3 separate regions of the Mus musculus genome follow, and all the other regions are linked to region 1. A link is a contact called in public HiChIP or PLAC-seq data. All regions are on one chromosome and are shown on one strand. The core of a region is the stretch at or near the end of the contact, and the rest is flanking DNA. Distances in the headings are between cores, read along the strand shown.

Region 1 (4,607 bases), core at 1,476-3,975:
ACTGAAGTTTATTTACCTCACACCTGAAGAGCAAAGTGCCGCATCCCCTCTGATTACCACCCTGCTTTTCTGACAGAGGTCTCCATGAATACCATTTCTGAGGTTCTTGGGAGAAGAGTCCAGCTCAAAGGGCTAATTGGAAAGCGAGCCATGAAGTGTCCATATTGTGATTTCTATTTCATGAAGAATGGCTCAGACCTTCAGCGGCACATCTGGGCTCATGAGGGTGAGTTGTCTTTCCATCTGGAACATCTATTTAATTTTATTCTGTGTACATTATTTTGGGATTACATAAAGAGGAAGTTTGCCTTTGCATACCCTGCTGTTGTGATTTCTTTAGCATGTAGATATATGACTCTAGCCAATAGAGATCAGAGATTAAGACCATGACTTTAATTGCAGTTGCAGTTGTGGTTAATAGAGGTGTTTCCCATCTTCTAGCTCTGGATATAACTGTAGTGAATTAGACCACTGTCCTTTGCTTACGGGTTAACTAGTGTCCTGAGAACAGGAAAGCCCATATGTTCTCTGGGCAGTTGCAGTGCCCACTACTCTGCTCTGTATGTAACTAGCATTGAAGAACAATGGAACTATGAAGGATTGGCAGTAAAACGGGCTGCTGGAGGCTTGACATTTTGGCAGTGTGGAGCGTCACTGTTTATACTGTAGAGAGAGGATTGGAAAGTGGAAGGGTTGAGTAGAAAGGTCGCAGTCCAGAGAAGCATAGGGGCTGCTGTGCTCTGGGGGCTTGGCCAGGACTGGAAGTGTTGGACAGCTACTTGCAAAGATTCTGACAAGCTAGGAGTCAAGGGTCTTCTGTCATCGACCTCATTCCTTGCCGCTAGAGGAGAATGTTGCCCTCCTCAGAATGAGGAAGGTGCAAGTGGCAAAGTGCCCTGCTAGTCCTGCGTAATAGTTCCTTCCTGCTTGTCGGGAGCTTGACCACTATAGGCAGGACTGTAGGGTCAGAGGAAGATGGATGGCCAAGTATTTTGCATAACATACTATCAGTGGCAGGGCTCAGGGGAGGAGCTGATGGGCAGAGAGTCAGTGAAGAGAGGAGGCAGTGGACCTGAGGTGCAGTGCTGGAACTGAAAGGTGCTTTCTTGTGTGCCAGCACTTAGTAAGCACTGTGGGCCCAGTGTGTACTTTCGGCTTGCTCATGGTACGCTAGTTAGTGCATTCAGGGACTAGCAAGCCAGGTTAGTTTTACCAGTGAGGAACACGAGGCACAGAACGCTATGAAATGCTCGTGTTGTACAGCCAAAAAGTAGTGGGAACTGGGATTTGGACCCATGCTACATGATTCTAAAGCCCTGTTCTTTACATCTTTACTGACTCGCACTAAGAGAAAGCGATACCTCCCATGTGGAGGCAAGAAAGGAGGAGTTGACAGTGGTGACGAGATGAATACCTATATGTCATTTTCTGAGGGCACTGAAGGAAGTCATTGCTAGGAGTTTTCTCAGTAGAGAAGGAGGCAGAAGCCTTTGTGTGGAGATTGGTTTAGGATGGTGCTCAGGGGAGTCGTCTGGGAGTGGTCAGAGACAGACCACGAACCTGACGCTGATGCAAATCCAGGGAGATGGCAGCCTGAGGATTATAAATCTGTTCCCCTGGGGGATAATGCTTGCATGGCAGACAGAGGTCTGGAGTGGGAGAGCGTGGTTCAGTCTTTCCTTTCTTTGTATGTGACGCAGGATGGGACAAATATTCCATCTTCTGGTCACTTTTCCATGAAACACAATTATAAACTGCCTTGAGATTTGCTGCAGGCATCAGTGAGATGGTCTCCTACATTCCTCAGAAGAAGACCCTGTGTATGTCCAGGCTTAATGTATAGCCAACACTATGCATTCAAGGACACGGGGTGTCAGTATTCCATACCAGGCTTAATGTATAGCCAACACTATGCATTCACAGGACACGGGTGTCAGTATTCCACATTGAACTTCTGGAAGAAATCTCTCAATTTGAAAACCTTCTGAATTCTGAGAAAGGTTTAGGAAACGAAAGGCTGCAGTTTTAGGATGGAGTGTTCATGGCCTGCTCTTTTTCACTTGTCTATGAATTTCTTTATAATGATGGAACTGTAAAGGATAAAGAAAAGCCTACTTACCCACATTACATTATTCGCGAGTCTTTGGAGCTAATCACTGCAATTGCACTGTAAGTATTCTTTCTCCCAGCTCACTCCCAAAATAAAACATGGAAAAAGAGCAGCAGTAGGCAAATGCAAAAGATAAGCATGAAGACTAACAAGAAGGGGCAACATAAGATAAGTCTGGGGACTCTCCATAGTCATAGGTGTTGATCACACGTGAGGAACTTCATTCACACGGTGGGCAGGTGCTCAGAGAGTCTAACAGTTCAAAGAGGTCAAGAAATGCATTTGAGATGAACCACGACAGCAGTTCTCACACTGGCTGGGTGGGGGAAAGCAATACAAGTGGAGTAGGCACAATAGCTTGGGAATAGTTACATGTGAGTCATGCAGAATGTCCAGTGTTTTGTGCTTCTGTTTATGTTATGAATGGGAATATTCTTCCAGACTTGACCTGAGTGCCTGATCCTATTGATTTTTGCAAAGAATGACGTGGCCTATAATTTTATTTAGTTTAACTCAGTTGAGTTGGATTTAATGACTGCTTTGTAAGTTGGGCAGGGTGTCTGTCTTCAGGGAGTTACCAGACTGTAGGGAGAGCAGAGGTGATCAAATCACTGTGGTATGCAAGAGCATTTTGGCAGGAGGGAGCTGTAGGATTACAGAATGCTGATAGGCAGCTAGAACTGTCCTGAAGCCGAGGCTTGGGAACCCTGACTTCTGCGGTATTTCTGTAAGGCGGAACAAGATGAGGTCGGCCAGACATGAGGTGTGCGGACACGTTGGGAGTAAGCAAGTATACTGCTCTGTTCAGTTGGATGTTTTATATGGTGTGAACTGTTCTTTGGGATCCCCACCCATGTTTGCACAGACACGTGTAAATGTACAGCTATCCATTTCTCGTTGGTAGGTGTGAAGCCCTTCAAGTGTTCTCTGTGTGAATATGCAACTCGTAGCAAGAGCAACCTCAAAGCTCATATGAATCGTCACAGCACTGAGAAGACCCACCTCTGTGACATGTGTGGCAAGAAATTCAAATCCAAAGGGACACTGAAAAGTCATAAGCTCCTTCACACGTCTGATGGTGAGTTCCCAAGCTCCAGTGGCCTGTAAGTGCAAGGCTGGAAGCTGGCATGCCAAGGCCAGCAGAGACTGTCCGATCCCGGGTAACAGGAAAACACTAGACTTCACAGGATGTACAATCTGAAAGTGCACGTGGTCCTAGCCTGTCTTTCTTCTCACCAGGGCTAAGCACTGTCTCCCTTCAACATGCTCTGCATAAACCCCTGTGGGATACGTGAGCATGTGTCATAAGCAGGGAGAGGTAGACTGCTGGAGGAAGTAAGATGTTAATGTTTGGTTCTGGAAGTTTCTGTCCTCTTTAGCCTTCCATCTCACCTTGAGCCTGATTGTAAGGATAGCTGTGCTGGCACCTGGCCTGATGTTTTTAACATCAAAGCTACCTCAGGGTTTTTACTGATAGGGCTTAGCCTGAAATGTAATCAGTATGAATTCCTGTGGTTGTGAGCTGTGAAGGTGGGTTCTGGGCGCAACAAGGCCATAAGGATCAGTTCCTGTTTCTAGGTGGGATAACAAAGAGCAGGTATGTATTTGAAGGTAAGTGTCTGATTATGGAGAGCTCAGAAGCCTAAGGGTCAAGGCTCAGGCACAGAGCGTTCATAACACTTTCTGATATGGGCTTCACAGAGGAAAGACATTGAGAAACACAGGTAGCCAAACCATACTAGAAAAAGTTTTGATTTAATTAGAAACCTCAGTTGGTGGGAGGTACTTGTGACTGCTCCATGTTACAAGGTTAATAAAATTTCTTAATATATGGTTCTTGCAGCGTAATTAGACATAAGAATTAGGGCTTAGTGAACAGATTAATGTAAGTTCCATGCTGATTCCAATTCTGGAGCTTAGGAGATGATGTGTCTATCATATCTGGCCTCTGTTGGGTATCTGTCCTGGGAGTCAGCCCTGCTGGGTGTGTGCTAGCTGCTTCCTTGGCAAGAGTCAGACTGAGCTTGCGGCCCTTAGTGGGAAAGGCTGAATTCTTGGTTATGATTCCTCGGAACTACAGTCAGGGACTTGGGGGGTGTTGAACCAAGGCCACAGCCATGGCTATTGATCAGTACTTTCTTTAAAAAGAAAAACGCCATAATCAAGATGAAACCCATGCAGGGTTGGGTGTGCTCAGTGGTAGAGTACTTGCCTTGCCTGGATGAGACTTTAGGTTCAATCACTAAGCAGACAAAGAGATAAACTAAGTAATATAGGCCATCACCTAGGGATAACGAAAGCTTTTGTGTCGTGTAACTAGTTAGGACGGCTTCACTTTCTCAGACAGTGGCCTTGCTGATCTTGCATTCCCTGAGTCTTTTTGCAGGAGCTGTGTTCCTGCATGTATGTGGTAGCCTGTTTCTCCCTAAAGTCTGTACTCGTGAATGCCATCAAGCCCCAAAGCCACGGTCGTCTCAGTGTCTCCTGAGTTGTGGTA
Region 2 (4,607 bases), core at 1,506-4,005, 1.3 Mb after region 1:
AATGAGTTGGCATTCCCTATCCAAACAATGAGTCACCCTGCCCCCAGCTTTCTCTCCACCCCCTCACATACATACAGTTGTGTGAACAGCCCCCCACTCCCCACACACATGGTTAGAGAGAGAAGATAGTGGCAGACCCTGCATCCTAGCCTATTTATCCTGGAAGACATTGGCTGGTCCCTCTCTTATCTCTCATTTGAACACATGGGTGGATGTCTCCAACTTGCAAGTGTTTTTAGGGTCCAGCCTGTTTCTATACAAGGATTTAGAGTAGTAGAAAGCTGCCACTTAAGTTCAAATGTCATTAGCTGTGTGGCCTTGGGTAATTTATCTAACCTCTCTGAGCATCAGTGAATGTTGGTTGTTCTCAGGCAAGGATTCTATCTCTGCATAGACATGACACATGGGTGGGTATTGCCATGTACATTGTCCTTGGGATGGCTCACGTACTCTCCCCTTTCACTTAGCAGGTGGGCCCTCACCACTTGTCCAAGAAAAAGAAAAGAGATAAAACAAGCTGTTCTTCACACAGAGCGTCAACCACAACACTGTCATAGGTACCAGGCTTTGCATCTGAGCCCAGAATCTGCCTCCCTCCCCCACTTTGAACATCCCCCTCCCCAGCTGGCCTCCTGCTTTTTGCCAACAGCCCATTTAGCTACATGCACACCAGACAGCGTCTCCCCTCCCAGCCTACTTCCTCAAAGTCTTCTTGGCAGTGCTCACTTCCCACATACTTTTCCTTCCGTATGGCCAATGCACATCATTCTTTCCATGGGGCCCCCCTGCCCCTTGCTGGATTTGAACTCCCTGTCTGTATTAGTTCTGGAGGATGCCATGTGTGGAATTCGGTTACAAAGCCGGGCTCTGACTTCTGGGCACAGCCCAGCTCTGTACCATCAGAGGTACTGTGTCAGTGGATGGGGGTTTCGAGGGCATCCTGGAAAACAAGATGCTGGGAGACTCCTAAGAGTACAGGGTGGGCAGTCTGGGAGCTTCTGGGGACACACTCCTTACTGATGCTGCTAGGTCCCTCTGGACTCCAGGTCTCTTTACTGAGACCCCCTAAAAAGCCCTGACTCTGTTCCCCACCATCCCTCAGTCCTGGCTGTTCCAGCAGCAGGCTCAAGTGCAAGACTCTGGCTCCAGTGCAAGACTCGCCTTGAATTTCCCCTCTTGTGCCCTCACTCTGATGCTGGCTCCCCTGTCACCAATTCTCCATCCACACCCTGCCCTCCCAGGCCCAGCCACCTGTAGGCTTGTACCCAGTCACAACCAGTCCCAAGGCAGAGGCAGGCCTGCTTGCTTAACTTCCTGGACTCTAGGCTTAGGGAACGTTGGGACGGCTGAGTGCTGAAAGTGTGCCACAAGAGATGCCAGTGTGACCCAGGCCACTTGCTCATTCCGACCCTGGGCCATTCATTTGCTTCTGGTCATCCTTTGTGAATAGAGCTGGTAATCTTTCTTGTCGTAGGGTTAGATGCTATCATGAACAAGCATCGTGCACAGGCTAGAGGACTTGGGTACAAATTGCACATGTTCATTGTCTCCACGTAACACCTCAAGGTGCCTGTTACCCAGTCCCAGACATGTCTAGTTCTGAGCTTCAGTGGAAATGGACTGAGTTCCTGTGCTCACAGGCAGATTGCTGTACCGTAACTCCAAGTCTCCTGGAATACGCATGTTAGCACCCCAAAGAAGTTCTTGGTATAACTCAGTGTCAGTGTCAGCCTTTGTCTTTGGCCCTCATGTGGCAACCTCAGACTCAGCAGCTGCCCAGCAGCTCACCCTGCTGCTGGAAGCTGCCTCCCTTCTGTTCAGCTGCCCACATCACTCACTGCCCCTAGCAGCTTGCCCTCTTGCCCAGCCACCCCCGGCTTTGCTCCAGCAGGCTTCCCTGCTTTGCCACGTGTCTCCTTCCCTGTCTCTGGAAGGTGCAAACTGATGTCCCTCTCTCCAGGACCCAGATGCCTTCTGGAAATGGCAGGACAGGAACAGACCATGGAGGGTCACAAGGTGCTCATGGTGGTAAACCCAAACCTTGCTTGCTTGGTGGAGATTTGCTAAAAGCTGGCGTGCTCCTTCACATCTTGTCCTGGGGTTTCTTAGCACCTCTCTTTGGGGGACCTCAGATGCTCCGAGTCCTGGAGTTTTTAAACTGGTAGGCTCTGGATGTTCTTAGCAACCCCTCATTTTATGCTGCTTTGAATTCGTGAGTGACCCACCCAAGATCACAGGGCCAGTCCAGGGTGCAGATCCCCAGGCCCTTATTTTGTTGTATATTGTCTGTGAATATAGGAAACAGGGTGTCTCTCTCAAGGGATGCGCCTTCTGCCCCACTCCACCACCTTCTTCAGACTCAAGAATCTCTCTCCTCCCGCTGTTCATTATTCCAACCCACCTTGTCTTGACCCCCCAGTCCCTCGGGCCTCAGAACCAGGCAGGAAGGGATCAGGTCCCCTCACTGATCCCTTCTAAGCAGGACTCACCGTGGCCAGGATGTTGCCCACCCTCAGGACTGCCACGGCTGCCAGCGTCCAGGGCAGGAGCCACCTCATGCCTGGAAGTCAGCGTCACAGGAGCTACGGCTCAGCCCAGAGGATGCGGATGCCTCTCCAGGGAGCTGGGCCAGGACTGGGCTGGCCCATCAGAGCAGCGGAGAGCCTTCCTCAGCCCCCGGGGGCGTTTGTCAAAGCGACATCTGACGTCAGGCCAACAGACTAGCCCTGCATTTTCCTCTAAAAAAACTTTTTCTGCTACTCTCCCCCTCTCTCTTTTTCTTTCCTCTGTCCCCACCTCCAGCCCAGCTTGGCCAGCCTCCCCGCTCTGACAGCTCTTAAAGGGAAAGTCCCAGACTCCACAGGGTAAGGTGAATGAATTCTCACCCAGCATCCTCCACGCTCTAGGAGGGCTCAGGCTCTCCGGACAGGAGGGAGGAAACAGAAGGGTGCGGGCTGGAGGTAGGGAAGGTAGAGGCATTGTGAGGACTTTGAGAGGGCTCTGGGGATGGGGGTGGGGTGGGAGGACTTGCATCTCACTTAGCTCTTCCCTGTGCTAGCCTTTCTTCACTGTCTCCCCACCTCTGAGTCAGAGGCAAGCAAAAAAGGTTCTTATTCCAGCCAGAAATGACAAGAATTTATCACTGACACGCCTGGAGGTGCGATCTGTCAGCAGGGTCTGCCCTGCTCCTCAAGGCCATACCCACTGGTTCAGTTCCTCTCCCAGCCAGGCTGCTCTGCCAGGGATCCTCAGTCCATTAGCCTGTCTTCAGTGTCTTTGAATATTTTTTATTCTTGGAAGGACAGAACTCCTGGCCTTGGTTCTTTCCAGACCCTAGTCAAAGAAATCTCAAGTTTGCATAACAAAGAGATGGCAGGGTGGGGGTGTGTGGGGGTGGGAGTTGGGGGGTTTGGGGGATGGGGAGGAATCTTTTGAGGACCCAGATCTATAGCCTCTGCATCTTCTCAAGGGTGCTGTTCAGTCTCCTGTCTCAGATTCCCCTGTTCCCTTGCTCTCCTGTTCCTGCATCTCAGAAAAACCAGAGTGGTTCTCAGCCTGGCATTATGGACAATGAAGGTCATCTCCTAGGTACTGCCAGCCAGTGCCTGTCCTATGTTCTTCTCTTCGTCCAGACTCCATGGCACCTGCTCACTGCTGCCTGTCCCCTACCAAGTATGAAGTTTTCCTTCTGTGCACAAACCACTCCCCTCTCGTGTTTCCTGGTAGCTCAGTGTTGCTGCTTGTTTGGGGGATGCTGTCTGTTTGGAGCTGCAGTGGCTGTACCCACTGAAATCATTTTATTCCCCTCTCGGTCCACCCTCTGACTACCACACATCCCATACCTCCTTCCTGCCCCCCCCCATCTCCATGAGGATGTCTCCACCCCCTACCCCCACTCCACCAGACCTCTAAATTCCCTGGGGCCTCCAGTCTCTTGAGGGGTTAGTTGCATCTTCTCTGATTAAATCCAGACCCAGCAGTCCTCTGCTTTATATTTGTTGGGGGCTTCATATCAGCTGGTGCATGCTGCCTGGTTGGTGGTCCAGTAACTGAGAGATCTAGGGGATCCACATGAATTGAGGCTGTTTGGGGACCTCATTTCTTGAGAGAGAGAGGGGCGAGGGGGAGAGGAAGAGGGAGAGGGAGAGGGGGAGGGGGAGGGAGGGAGAGAGAGAGAGAGAGAGGTAGAGAGAGAGAGAGAGAGAGAGAGAGAGAGAGAGAGAGAGAGAGATTCATGTGATGGCTGGAACTGAAGCAGCCATTTTGGTATAAGAACAAGCCCCTGAGACTGATGAAAAGATCTGGGTTCCTGGGAGTTTATCTTCTTATTGAACCAAATATGAAATGAATCAGCAACTCATGGCCTTAGTCATAGCTATTTGGATATTTTGTTCTTTGGAGCCAATCCATATTAACTGATGTTTGAGTACCTAAGGGAATTATATATGCAAAATGCAAAACCAGGCAGGGATGTGGAACCAGGAGACTAACCACCTCAACAGCTTGTCGTTTTTTTCTGCTCATTAACTCTTCAATTGGTTCTGTAGCTGGAACATGGCAAAGCCAGCATGCTAGCAGGTAACATTAAAGAAGTTTCCCCAAATACT
Region 3 (4,607 bases), core at 810-3,309, 1.0 Mb after region 1:
GAGGGAAGGAAAGTTTATTCTGAGCCAAATACAAGTGACCGTGGATCAGGAACACAGACTTGGGTTGCCCCAAATGAAGTATTTTTCCTGTTTACTGCTAACATGGACTCTATAGTCACAGAACAAAAGAATGTCATAGAAAAATGCATATACTCAAAACTTCAGTGGGGACATCAGGTGGGCAGGTTCCAGCAAAGGGGGCAGGCTATCCCTGCTGTAGATTTCAGAGGCACTCTGATGACGTGCTTAGCTTTTAACTTGGTGAAAGCTGGTCGTGTGTTAATACACACTCAGGGTCTCACTTGAAGTTAGAATAATGTTAGGTCAGAGACAGGGATAGTTGATTATTAGTTATTAAGAAGACTTAAAAATAATCTGTAATGATTGTTTATGAGTCAGGGTCTTATATAGGCAAGCTGGCCTTGAACTTGCTATGTAGCTAAGGATAACCTTGAACTTCTGTTCTTCCTGCCTCTACTTCCCCAGTGCTGAGGTTACAGGTGGACAACACCATGCACCACTTCTACAGTGCTAGGGATTGAAGCCAGCATAGGCTAAGAAAGCACCCTACCAACTGAGCTACACCCCCAGCCTGGGGCTGTAATGTTTTCTCTCTGTCTACAACAGTTCAGCTACCCACAATTACTGAGCACTAGTCAATCTGCTAAATCTTCAACATAGGTGTGGCGTGTGTGTGTGTGTGTGTGTGTGTGTGTGTGTGTGTGTGTCTGTGTGTGTGTGTGTGTGTGTGTGTGTGTGTGTGTACTTGAGTTCACAACAAAAGGGTGGCTGTAGGGAAGGATAGAGATATGATGTCATAGCTCTTATGGCCACTCCAAAGGAAAGCCTGCTGTGCCTCAGGGACTTCATGCCCCTGTGGTTTGCGTATGTTCTTCCTTGCTGGAACAGCTCATTCTTTGCCTCATCATGAGTCAATTGTCATCTCTTCTTCAAAACTCATGCATGCACATGTCCTGTCTTCTGGGAATCACCCCTTTCCATATCCATTTTTACCCCAGTCTTCAACCAGGCTGTCTCCTTTGACATCTCCTACCCAACCTCCCCACTGCGTGTTATTGTCACCCTGGCCAGTCCTAAATAGCCCTGTGCTATTTAAAGAAGCAGGGCTGGTATTTCCTCTTTCCTTTGTGAGCCCCTGCCTGCACTGAGTGCAGTTTTTCCTTTCCAGCACCAAGGAAGGTGATGGACCAGGCAAGTCTAGGCATTCCCAATGCACTAGAAAATGTACTCCAATGCCAGGCTGTTCCCCACTGCTCTCAGAATCACAGGCTGGCCCACCGGCTCCATCAATAAACACAAAACTCAGAGTGCAGCTAGCTGAGTGGGTGGGGGTCAGGCAGGACTCCTGGGAATCTGTCTTTCCTCTTCAGCCTCCTCAGGTCCCTGCCACCCTGGACACCACCTCAGATCTAGTTTTAAGCCAATGGAAACCAAAGATCCTCTATCTGTGGCCTTGAGGTGTTTTGACTTTGGGAACTTTTCCTCTTTCTCGATACTGGCCCAAATAGCTACTACTTACATTCCTACATGCTTCCACTTTACTAAGCAAGCACACCCAAATAGTTTTCAGCCCTTTCTGAAATCAATGGCTGGGTGAGGAGGAGGAAGGGGAAGGGGAGGGTAACAGAGCCAGCCTGCCTGAGATCCATTTGGCAAGCCTTTGTGTTACATCCCACAGCTCGTCCAAGAGGCTGTTCGGGGAAGACACGTCACTATGTTGCTCAATGGTTTTTGTGTAAACACTTTTTCTAAGCACTGAAATTACCCTCTGTGCTGAGAGTAATGGCGATCGGGAAAAAAAGCAGGAAAAGGACCTTTAAGTTAAGGCTGGTGACGCAAACTTGCTTTTGCTTTTTGTCCTTTAGAACAGAATCACCCTCCTGCACTTAGCAGTCTCTGCAGATGGGCAGTGTACTCAATAGGGCCTCTACGGGTCAGACTCTGTCTCTCCCCATCCCCCTTCAATCCTATGCTTGAGTCAAGGAGAGTCACTCTAAAAGTGTTCCTGGAATCACCTTGAAAAATCATTGCACTGCATGGTGGTTGTGTAATATTCTAGCAAACAACAGTAGAACTTGGAAGTTTCCATCCCTCTATTGCTGCGTACTTGTGTGTCATGCACATCAATACATATGATCACGCTGGTTACTGTTACCAGCCCTGTGATGTTGTGAGCATTTTCCTTCGTTTGTACTATGTCCCGGGGATGCATTCCCAGGACCAGTGGAACTGCTTTCAGAATTTCTCCCACCTGTTTGCAATTGTGACCTTGCTGGGGAAGGAAGCCAGGAAGATTGGGAACAGAAGCTGGAAGATGATCACAAGAGGCTGGGAGAGGGACAGGGAAGAAAAACCCAAGAAGATCCCACAGCACTGTGAGATCGTGTAACAGGCAAGTGGATCTTTTTTCTTCGGGGCTCAGTATCCAGGTCATGGAGGAACAGGAGCAAGGAGATGTCAAACAAAGAAGAGGCAGGGCATGGAGTCAAGGGAGTTTGTTTCTGATAGAACGAGAACCTGTTCTCCAATCTTGCATTCCTCAGGGGCTAGCATGTGGGTGGGACAGGATGTTTGCTAGCAGTTAATGAGCTACACTGGACTGTGACCCACTTCGGGTCATCTTGGGTTGTTGATAATCTACAGGATTATTGCAACAAGCGTGGCTCGTGGGTGCTTGCTCCAAATGTCTGCCGAGCCTGCGGGTCATTTGTACCTGGTGGTGGTACTTCAGGGCTCCAAGAAATTGAGAATGCCTATGGGCCATGAGAGGTGGAATGCCCACATCCCTTTTGAATTCAGGGGCTTCCAAGATTCCAGCATCTGGTGGAATCCAAATAGCTTTGGCTCTTCTAAATGTCCTGAAGTCCAGAAGAACTTCCTAGCATAAGCCACACTTCATCAGCTACCCATGACTTAGATGTGAGAATGAGCCAGGGAAGGGAGGGTCATACACACACACACACACACACACACACACACACACACAGAGAGAGAGAGAGAGTGCCCCAGGGATGGGTTTGCATGTGGCAGGAAAGGCATCTTCGGGGAAATTCCTCACCCAGCTGCAATGTACACACCCAGCTGCTGAAGTTTTTCCTATGCCTCACTTCCTTTTTCTATAAACTGACATAACAAGACCTACATGAAGGATGATTTTAAGAGTTAACAAGTTAATAGAATAAAACTCCAAGGGGCAAGTAGATCAGAAAGGCTACAGAACATGCATGTGTGCATGTATTTCTATACACATATTCACCTTGTATGCATGCATAGATGTGCATGTACTTACTTCATTCATGTGATGCATATATGTATGTCCACAAAAGCACTGGGTCATATGCACTGCATTTTACCATTGTGTTATGTGTATCATATGCATTTATAAATACATTAAATGTCCTGTGCACATACTAAAGCCATTTTAAACAAACCCCACTGGTCACTCCAGCAATTCACTTGCTTCTTATTTCTGAGACTTAGAGTATTTAGTAACCAGTTCCTCCTGCCTCTGTACCCAGATTGAGAGACACAGGGGGACAGAACCACCAGTATGTTCCGAGGTACAAAATGTACAGAATGTAATTGCAAAGGTGGGGTACACATGAGTGACCAGCTGCTAAGAGCCACCTGCTCTCCTCTGATTTCCTGAAGTCCCTCTTTAGGCTGGTGACAGCTGTGAGTTTGTCTCCTGCATTGTGCTGCTGTTTCTGCAGCACCAGGATACCTAGAAATCAACTCAGGAAACCCCAGGTCCAGCCCAGAGCCCACGGAGTCTCAGCTAGGAACATTTTCCCTCAGGACTCTCTGCCTGAATGCCCAGAGTGTGAGCTGAACCAAGGTGCAAGTGTCTCTACCCATGAGACTCTTTAGGACCTGACACCAATCTGGCCTTCCTGTTCAGACATAGCTGCACCTTGGGAGGAGGAAGGGAGTTCCCCAGACACCATTGCAGAGATCCTGAAGTGACAGTTGCCTGAAGACATACTATGAATGCCTGTGCTGGAGTGCCTGCCCCCTATATTTATTCAAAAATTCAGCTAACAGTAGGCAGTTCTGACTTTTATAAACCCCAACATAATTCTGGTGCAGCTCCACACTCTCAGCCCCTAGGGCCCTTCCCAAGGACAGTCCCCTCAGGGACTTTTGTTTCCTTGTCCCCAGATGCATCTCTGTCTCCATCATGAGAACCGGTTATGTTCTATCTAACCAGCTGCTATCTGCCTGTCAGATTCCCCCTGTAGATGCTAGATCCTACAAGTTCTGTCTCAGAAAATATGGCCCAGGCCCACTCCACCAATATCCCCTGCCCCTCTGTGGCCAGAGAGACATAGAAAACCATTCTCAAGTGGCCTATTTCTAGCAGCTTGAGAGCCTATGAGTTTCTCAAGGGCACCAAGTATCTCCTGCCATAAACTTACTTAGTCCCCTGTGGCCCCATAGTGTCTCCAAGAGGCCCCCAAAGCATCACTAGCTCACACTGCAGTGTTCTCTCTTTGCATAGGCTAGCCTCACTGCCCAGAAGGCCTACTTCTCTCCTTTCATCTAGCAAGTGATCCACTGGCTCTAACTAGATCACAGCAGGTCCT

Evidence for each region. HiChIP or PLAC-seq counts read pairs in DNA pulled down with a chosen protein or histone mark.
Region 2: a CTCF HiChIP or PLAC-seq map of the NIH/3T3 cell line shows a contact between it and region 1, with 5 read pairs. The contact joins the promoter of Ccn4 here to the enhancer-like site in region 1. A contact is called at or near these places in 2 of 39 promoter capture datasets (embryonic stem cells and hippocampal neurons) and 2 of 15 datasets of contacts at CTCF or cohesin (the NIH/3T3 cell line and large pre-B cells).
Region 3: a contact with region 1 is called in a FOXA1 HiChIP or PLAC-seq map of pancreatic cancer cells. The contact joins two enhancer-like sites. A contact is called at or near these places in 2 of 484 Hi-C or Micro-C datasets (bone marrow-derived macrophages and pancreatic cancer cells) and 3 of 115 datasets of contacts at active chromatin or transcription factors (embryonic fibroblasts, extraembryonic endoderm stem cells and pancreatic cancer cells).

Annotation. Positions count from the first base shown.
Region 1 is chr15:68,164,334-68,168,940 of GRCm38.p6, reverse strand. Zfat (zinc finger and AT hook domain containing) reads left to right here. Exons shown (of 16, transcript NM_001145888.1): 9 at 77-226; 10 at 3,015-3,188. Among named protein-coding and RNA genes, the nearest start is that of Zfat, 92 kb to the left of the region's middle. Within about 2 kb of position 2,725, at least 79 of the 459 cell types and tissues checked have an H3K27ac peak or open chromatin away from gene starts, as enhancers often do. A contact at or near this core is called in the NIH/3T3 cell line and pancreatic cancer cells, where this site is marked.
Region 2 is chr15:66,889,517-66,894,123 of GRCm38.p6, reverse strand. Ccn4 (cellular communication network factor 4) reads right to left here and starts at 2,755. Exons shown (of 5, transcript NM_018865.3): 1 at 2,490-2,755. The coding sequence starts at 2,558. It overlaps Gm46514 (a long non-coding RNA gene), which reads left to right and starts at 2,793. Exons shown (of 3, transcript XR_001781648.2): 1 at 2,793-2,864.
Region 3 is chr15:67,143,998-67,148,604 of GRCm38.p6, reverse strand. All of the region lies in intron 2 of St3gal1 (ST3 beta-galactoside alpha-2,3-sialyltransferase 1), which reads left to right. Among named protein-coding and RNA genes, the nearest start is that of Gm31400, 24 kb to the left of the region's middle. Within about 2 kb of position 2,059, at least 170 of the 459 cell types and tissues checked have an H3K27ac peak or open chromatin away from gene starts, as enhancers often do. A contact at or near this core is called in pancreatic cancer cells, where this site is marked.